Linked DNA regions of Ovis aries: region 1 is linked to region 2. A link is a contact called in public Hi-C data. All regions are on one chromosome and are shown on one strand. The core of a region is the stretch at or near the end of the contact, and the rest is flanking DNA. Distances in the headings are between cores, read along the strand shown. Region 1 has its middle 110 kb from the start of IRF8. Region 2 has its middle 24 kb from the start of EMC8.

Evidence for each region. Hi-C and Micro-C count contacts between places; a contact is called where the count stands out from the background.
Region 1: a contact with region 2 is called in a Hi-C map of liver, with 2.7 times the contacts expected there. The contact joins two enhancer-like sites. A contact is called at or near these places in 2 of 16 Hi-C or Micro-C datasets (blood and liver).

What each region holds. Positions count from the first base shown.
Region 1 is chr14:11,465,762-11,470,077 of ARS-UI_Ramb_v3.0, reverse strand. No RefSeq gene overlaps it. Among named protein-coding and RNA genes, the nearest start is that of IRF8, 110 kb to the right of the region's middle. Within about 2 kb of position 1,572, at least 9 of the 54 cell types and tissues checked have an H3K27ac peak or open chromatin away from gene starts, as enhancers often do. A contact at or near this core is called in liver, where this site is marked.
Region 2 is chr14:11,328,672-11,332,855 of ARS-UI_Ramb_v3.0, reverse strand. No RefSeq gene overlaps it. Among named protein-coding and RNA genes, the nearest start is that of EMC8, 24 kb to the right of the region's middle. Within about 2 kb of position 2,340, at least 2 of the 54 cell types and tissues checked have an H3K27ac peak or open chromatin away from gene starts, as enhancers often do. A contact at or near this core is called in liver, where this site is marked.

The DNA of each region.
Region 1 (4,316 bases), core at 323-2,822, 140 kb before region 2:
AATATTCGAGAGGGCAGAAGAAGAGGACAAAGTGGGACCAGTGCAGAACCTCAGATCTGACGTGTGAGCCTTTATTTGCCCATCTTCACAATGGGCTGACAGGGCTGACAACAGCCATCAGTCCCCAGCCAGGGCACAGCTCGGAGCACTGCTGCCCATCCTCTGAGGAGGTGACGGTCTCAGCCCCCTGCAGGGAGCACTTCTCACGTGCTGCGCGGCCCAAACCTGGTGGGACGGAAGCTGCCACTTTGCCCCCACATCACTAACGTGGACACCAAGGCGCCAAGATGACTGCTAGGTCCCATGGCTAGAAAGTTGAGGGGCTGGCAGATGAGCCCCACAGTGGAGTCCCCAGGACCAAGCTTAGGGCTGCCACTCTGCAGACCTCCCCCGGCAGTGGACACCATTATCCCCACCTGGATCCCCCGGAGCCAGGCCACACGTGGTCCTGTCCCCGCCGCGCCGTGATGCAGGCGAATGGCCCAGAAGGGGTGGCGGTGAGAGCTCAGGGAGCAAGGACTCCGTCCTTTGTCCTGGGCCAGGAGGGGGCAGGTGCCCCGCGGGTGTCTGGGCCAGGCGCCCACATGGCCAGCACGGGCACAGCCCCACTCCGCGTGGGAGGAAGCACGGCGGGGCTGGGCTGGCTCCCGGGTGGCACAGCCAGACACCAGGAAGGAAAGCCGCATGCCCCGCTGCCCTTCCGGCAGGCAGGAAGCCCTGGCCGGGGAGGAGCAGGGCCGCAAGGACAGGCGTCACCCGTGCGTCCCGGAGCTGGGGGCCTCAGCAAGACGCCGTGGAGCAAAGACAGAGGGGCCAGGCCCTAGAGACAGGGGACGACTATTTCATCCACACTTGCACAATTCGTAGCCGGGGGCCTCGGAGCCCAACAGTGCCCACTACCACCGCCACTTGACCCCCCTCCTTCAGGACCATCAGTGCAGCCACAGCCCACTGAGGGCTCTCTGCAAGGTCGCCAGATGGCTTCCCAGCCTCCGGAGGGCCCGGGAGTGAGAGGAAGGGCTCCCTGCTGAGGCCACAGCTGCCCAGGCGGTTCAGGCTGGCACTCGAAGTCATGGAGTGGAATTTTCAGGCGTCGGCCCTGGAACCAGGCTTCCTCCCACCTTGTGCCAATGCTGTGTGACCTCAGGAAAATGACTCCACCTCTCTGGGCTTCAGTTCTGCTCCACTCAATGGGACGAAAACTAGTTCTTATCCCATAGGCTTGACGAGCTTATTAGAACAGAGCCTGGCACCTAGTAAGAGCTCAGTCAGTTCCTTATCTATCACTACTATCTGTCCCCTGGCAGACCGCAGCAGCCCAGGGTCTGTGCTGGGGCCCAGCGGACAGCTCTTCTGACTGTCCTTGGAGAAGAGGGCACCAGGGCAGCCTGAGACCCCGGGGCCTCGAGGAGGGCTGTGGAGCCACTCGCTGGCACACACACCAGCGTGCAAGGCCACGCAGGCCTACACATGCACTCACGCACATGCACAGAGGCACGGTCACACACGCACCCCAGCAGCGGCCTCTCCTCGCCCTCCGTGGGAGCAGGGCAGGGCGGGCAGAGGGCCTGGGGCCCAGGCAGAGCCCTATTGCTCAATGCCAGGACCACGCTGGGTCTCAACCGTCAGGGACCCGCTGTCAGTGCCCAAGGGGCCTTGCAGCCAGGCCTCTGTGGGCCACAGGCTTTTAATACTTTTAGAGAAGTTGGGTTTGTGCCGAGTTCCTCTGCCTCAGATTCTTCCTGGAGCGGGCGTGTTCCCGCCCCACTCAGGTCTCAGCCCAGCGCTGCAGGGGCTGAGGAGTCTCCGAGGCCACCACACTGCCCAGTCACCCTCTTGCCTCCACAGGGGGAGCCGGGCCAGGCCCCTCAGCACCCCCCAGGTCTCAAGCTCAGACCAAGCCCTCCAGAGTCACTGCATTTTCTTCCTGCCCTCCAACCCCAGCTTCTGGTTTTCTTTTCTTTCCTTTTTTTTTTTTTGTCCCCTTTGCATTTTTTTTTTTTTAATGTGAAAGATCCGGGTCTGACCAGCTGTGAACCAAGAGGGACATTCATTTCGCCCTCTGCAAGGAAGACGCCTCCCCCTCTGGTCAGGAAGAGGCAGTGGGGGGCCATTTTCCTCTGTTCTGTCTGCTCAGACAGACATCTGGGCAAAAGTCACTTTTCCAATCTCCCACTTGGTCAGAGTTCAAAGCCAGCTCCCAGCCGGGCTGAGCACGGGACCATTTCCAGCTCAGCGCGGCCAGAACACGGCCTCATGCAGCCGTCTCGGGGGTTGAGGGGTGCTGGGGGCTGGGGGTCGGTCAGCCCCATGGTGCGTGTGGACACCGGCAGCTAGCATCATGATGAGTCTGGCCCTGCTCCGAGGCGGCACTCAGTTACAAAGCAGGAGATTCGGGTTGTAAAGTCACTCATCAGTTCGGCTCCTGTTGCTGCCATAACATATGAGCACAAATTCAGCAGCTAGCGATAGCGCCGACCTGTCCCCCGAGTTCTGGGAGTCGGAGGTCTGGCGTGGGTCTCACTGGGCTGACGCTGAGGCACTGGCTGGGCTTTGCTCCTTCTGGAGGCTCCAGGGGGGAGTCTGGCTCCTGGCCTTCCCCAGCTTCTAGAGGCACTGCTTCCCTCGGCTCAGGGCCCCCTCCTGCACCTTCAAATCCAGCAGCACGGCCGCTGCCAGTCTCTTGACTCTTCTTCTGTCCTCACATCTTTCCATGACTCTGAGCCTCCTGTCTCCCTCCTTGTGGTTACCTGGAGCCACCTGGAGTGTCCAGAAGAATCTCACATCAAGGTCCCTAATCATATCTGCAAAGCCCCTTTTGCCATAGCAGGCAACATATTCTGGGGGTGTGAGGGGAGTCATTATTCTGCCAACCACACTAACTCTGGGCAACTTACTAGATACAACAGTGATGATGAGGTTGATATTGATGATGGTGATGATAAAGATGGTGATATGATAATGAAGATGGTGATGTTGGTGAAGATAGTGATATGATGATAGTGATGGTGATAATGGTGATGATGGAGGTGATGATGGTAACTGCCCCTGTGGAATTGCTGGGAGGATTAAATTGATTCATATTTACAGTTCACACAGAGATTAAGAATTTGCAGCTCAGTCTCCATCTTTCCCAGCAGGAGAGGTCTGTGCACAGAGCTGAGTGGAGGGCTGGGCTGGGGAAGAGGGATTGAACCCAAAAGAGGGCTGGGGGTGCAGATCTCTAGGACCAGCTTAAGACACCTGAGAGATAAGCTCTAAATTCACGGGTGCACTCAAGCGTGGCCGTCGGAGTCCTTGCTAAGTAACAAATCATGACTGTGTCTATTTTTACCTTATCTTCATCATTCCCAGTGGCGAAAGAGCTGTGACAATTGAGGAAGTGGTGGTAGACCTCTTTTTTTTCTCCTTAATCAAAGTGCAAAGCTTTCCTTTAAGATTCCAGCTTTTCAGAGGGTGTACTGAGCAGCCAGAAGGGCAGGCAGAGGTGTCAGCCGCTCTAGAGGGAATCCTCTGCCATCCCTCATAACTTGAGGCCTGGTCCCCCCGGGGCCGACATCGGAGCGGCCCTGGGAGCCGTGTGTTGTGACATCTCCAGGGTGGGTCAGGCAAGCGCCTCGGCTCAGCGCTGGTTTTGCAGGTTGCCCTTGAAAAGTCTCTCTCAGGGTCCTTTCATAATGTGGCTCGGCACATTCCCACAAACCGTTACAAAGTATTTTAGGCGACACATTTCTATAACTGTAATGCTTTTTAAAACATTTTTTTTTTCAGTTTTGCCCTTTTGCAAAATAACTGTGTTTATAGTGATTCAGAAGCTCTTTCTTCTCAGAATTATTCTTGGCCGGAATGGCTCTAGCATCTGACACGACAGGGAAGCTGACAGCGGGGCACATCTCCTCCACGTCTAGCCAGGGTCCTGCTGTGGAGACTTGGCCCAGAGCAAGCGGACGCCAGCTCCTGGGCCCCAGAATCTTCATGCTGAGTATCCAACAGGGAAACTCACGCGTGCTCTCCTCAGTAACAGGAAAAGCCATCCCCACTGAAAGCAACCAAGGAAACAAGACCTCACGCTGGTGTCTGGCCAACAGGAATCCCAGACGTAGGGCTGGGCCAACCGGTCACCTTCAGCTATACATCTTTGTGGGGAAAAAAAAAAAGTGAACATCTTCCACACACAAAATCTGGACATCGCAGGGTACAGGCAATGCATTCAGTATAATCCTATTATAAAAACCACACTTTAAAAAAAAAGGCGGGGGGAGGGAACTTCCCTGGTGGTCCAGTGGTTAAGACTTCACACTTCCAAAGCAGGCAGA
Region 2 (4,184 bases), core at 1,091-3,590:
TGACAGCATTTCCACGGTGATGGGCCGGCACCAAGGAATCAGGGCTCTCCCCCAGGCCAGCTGGTTGCTAATCTACCAGCAGCCATGGAGGAAGGAACCAGAGTAAGCACGGGGCTGGTGTCCAGTGAGGGGCTGGACTGGGAGCTCCACAAGCCTTTCTGGCTTCAGAACCAATGTTCTCCAACACACGGCACAAAGGGACTCGGCGGCAGGGCCCAGAAGCCCGGAGCTGCCCCCAGGGCTTCTGTGAGAACCGCACCCCCTCCTCTGCAGGCAGCACCAGTGCCCATGCGTGCGCAGGAGCGCTGGCTGCTTGGTGTCTGTGGGGCTGCGGCCAGGCCCCCGAGACAGAGGGCCTCACCCCGCCATGACTCCCTGGGCTGAGCACTACAATACTTCCCACTCATCTTCTCTGAATGACAAGAATAACCATGTCCTGCTTCCAGAAGGGGCTTCCACCCCAGGACCCCAAGCCCTGTCCTGATACCTCTGCCACTGCGGAGGTGGATCTGGAATGCGGACCTCAGGGTGGCTGGGGAGGCCAGGTGGCATTCGTCCCCTTGTCCCATTAATCCTGCTGCTCCGGGGCCTGCCAGCCTCAGAGACGTGGAACAAGTGCAGACTCCAGCTCGCCAGACTCGCTTGGGAAACCAGGAGGCTGCCGTGTGGACCGTCACTGTGACCCTGGTGTGTCGGGGGCTGGAAGGCGCCTGTCGGCGTTACCTGCGTAGCCTCTGCCTCTAGACACATCTGCACGGGAAGCCGGGCCATAAACAGGCAGTGTCTCGGCAGGCTCAGGGCCAGACTGCAGGGGCTGCCTGGAGCAGATGAACTGCAGCCCTGGATAAAAGGTCTGGATCCTCCATCCTGCGGAGGACAGGCACCCACAGCTAGCAGGCCCCAGGATGCTGCTGGGCAGAATTGATCCAGACCGCGCTGGGCACCCCCTGGAAGGACAGTGGCCTCTGGGACCCTCCCTTCTCCAGACACTCACGGCGGTCTGAGTCCCTCTCTCCACTGAGGAAGCTGGTCTTCCTTCTGCTACGCTGACATCCTCCACAGGGCCATTCAGTCTGCATGGGGTGGAGACCACGCCCGCCTGCCTCTCCGCTCAGTCTGGCCTGGCCCCGTGTTTGTGCTGTCGTCTGTGGACATGGGGAAGGTGGCAGATCGCCACCCAGCTCCATGTGCTGGGCTGCAGACACTGAGGTGTGAGGCCTGGTCAAGCCCAGGGCTCCTGTGATGGCTCCTGGCACGCGTGGTCACACGGCACGAGGGTTCCAGCTCCGGCTTCACTTTCCTCCCTTGCCAGCTCTCCACACGCAAATGTAATTCCGACGCTCAGGCCGACGGTTTCCATTTCACAAGTAAAGCAGATGAAGTGGGAAAATAAACCGAGTGGAGCGGCTGCTCCACCTGCTCTGTCGGCGAGCACCGTCCATCGGAAGAGCAGCTCTTTCCGACAGGCCCTGAGCTGAGCAGCAGCAGAAGCCAGCCCCGCAGGGCGGACACACTGCACAGGCGGCTCTGGAGGACGGGGGGCCTGGTGGCCCGGCTCAGCCAGGACCTCGGGCTCAGTGCCGGCCTCCCGGGACACTTGCTGAGCGCAGAGGGCCTCACTCGCTCACCGGCCCGGCTCACCGGCTGGCTCGTTGTGACAGGAGCGCAGCCCGCCAGGCACGGAGCTGGGCGCCTCCACGACACAGACAGCACGTGGTTGAGGGAGGGGGAGGAGAGGAGGGGCGAGCTGAGACCCCTGGTCTAGAGCCCACCTGCGAGCAGCCCCCTGGCTCCGTCTCGGACCTCGGGCCGCCCGCTAGACCTCTGTGCCAGAATCTTCCACCCTCCGTCCTGTCCTCCGCCTGTGCGGCTCGGGAATAGGGTGGAGGTCAGCTAATGGGGAGCCCTCTGGGAGCCTGGAGGAGGGGGAAGGGCACTGTTGGGCATCTACCTGCCGGGCACACCCCCACTCCCACCACTGGCCGTGTCCCTTCACCACAGGCCCCTGCTCCTCTCACGGAGGCTGAGTCACAGCACTTTCTCCTTCTGGTTCCAAAAACTTCTCCCCCACCACCCCTTCTGGCCTGGGGTTGGGGCAGCTCCTCCCCTGCTACCAGCCTGGGGCCCCAAACCTCCCCTTAAGGGTCTGCTCACAGCCGCCCAAAGGGCCCCTGCACTCTAATCTGAGGAGGGCTCTGTGCGGGGGACTGGCTAACCCCCGCCTTGTAAACGTGGATAGTCACGTCTGTTTCCAGGGCTGCAGGGAGAATTCAGTTGAGGGTGCCAATAAAAAGCTTGCGTCACCTCGCCCTACAGACCTGGCCACACTGATCCGGCTGGGTCAGCAGTAACTTGCGGCACCAAATGTAAGCGGCAGCAACTGGCAGTCAGACCTGGAGTCCGAAAGCAAGGAGGCCTGGGGCCCCGGTGGTCAGGCCACGGGGAGGCCTGTGCTCACTGCGGACTCACTCCTGCAGACGGGCTGTGCTGAGAGCGGTGGTGGCAAGGGCTGGGCGGCCAGGGCGGCAGGGGAGCTGGAAGGGACACGGCCGGCACCTGGAGACAGGAAGCTGTGGGGGACCCGGGAGCTTCCTCGCCAGTTTCTGTGACCCTTGGGGGGGCAAGCACTTGGCTGTAGAGCCCATGGCTCCTGCCAGCAGGACTGAGTGGATGGAAGCTGCAGTGAGGCGGGTTTGGTTCAAAAGGAAGAAGAAATTTCTAGTAACTGGTGCTTTCTAAAATAGAATGCCTCCCACAGGGAACAAGGTTCCTGCAGTGATGTTGGGGGAAGTGGAGACAGATAAAGGGACCGTCAATGGAACTGTCATGTCACGGAACAACGAGGCCATGCTCAGACAGAAGGAGGCGGTCATAGGTCCTGCTGCAGGACAAGCCCTGTTGTAGACGGCTCAGTACAAAAGCGGCTTTCAGAAATGCGTCGGTTGGACGTCCCTTGGGGCACAGTGGGCAAGAATCTGGCTGCCAAAGTGGGGGTCACAGTGCTGATCTCAGGTATGGGAAGAGCCCACATGCCGAGGAGCAACTAAGCTCGAAGGCCACACTCCTGAACCTGTGCGCCTGGAGACTGTGCCCCATGAGACTAGGTCCCGCTATCTCAGCTAGAGAAAACCCACGCAGAGCAACAAAGACCCAGCACAGCCAGCGATAAATACAGAAGGAAAAGAGGTGCATGGGTAATGAGGATGAAGGCAAACATCAATTGTAACAGGGTCTGGCCTTGAATAAACAGGAATCCAGGAATGCACATTGACGTCAGTGGATAAACACGGACAGCTTTCCATTGTGCACTGTCCCACCCCTAAACACAGAACCCCTGAGAAGAACTTAGCATTGTTTCTGTGATTTTCCAGACAAAATGCATAATTTGCATCTCACTGTGAGGAAACATCAGACAAACCCAAATCGAGAGGCATCTGAGAAAAGACTGGACTGTTCAAACATGTCCAGGCCGTGAACGCCAAGGAGACACTCAGAACAGATCCAGGCAGACAACAGGTCATCCCGTGATCCTGAATGGGGTCCCGCTGCGAGAGCAGGCTGGAGCCCTGGGTCCCAGCTGTCAGGAAACCCGGGTGGGGTCTCAGGGCGAAGGGTACACAGGAATGCTCTGAGATACTCTTATGCGCCTGCAAGTCCAAAACCGTTTCAAAATAGAGTAGCAAGAAATGTAAAGGAGGGAAAACAAACAAACCATACAGTGATGGTGCTAACTGCCACCCTCCTGCTCCATGCAAGGTCACAGGAAGGACACGGTGCCCTCTGAGGTAGGTAAGCTCGAGCTGGGCCCAGCCTGGGGGACACAGGGACACACGGAGACACACGATCCACGTCAGCCTGTGAGACATCCACCCACACAACAACCAAGTCTCCTCAGCGAACGAACGGCCAGACAGAGAAGAGAGGAATACGGGAGACTCACAGGCACAGCAGCCTTTCCTGGATCCTAATTCAAGCAAACCGACTTCAGGGAAACGTTCATGAGAGACCTGGAGCGACGTGGCCCCTGCCTGAGCTGTCCGATGATACACGCGAATTACTGCTAAGTTGTCTGCATGGAATCATGTTATGACTGTGATGCTTTAAAAAAAAAAAAAAAAAGTCCTCATCTTTAAGAGCACTTTGACATATCCGTGGATAAAACACGATGATGTCTGGAGTCTTCT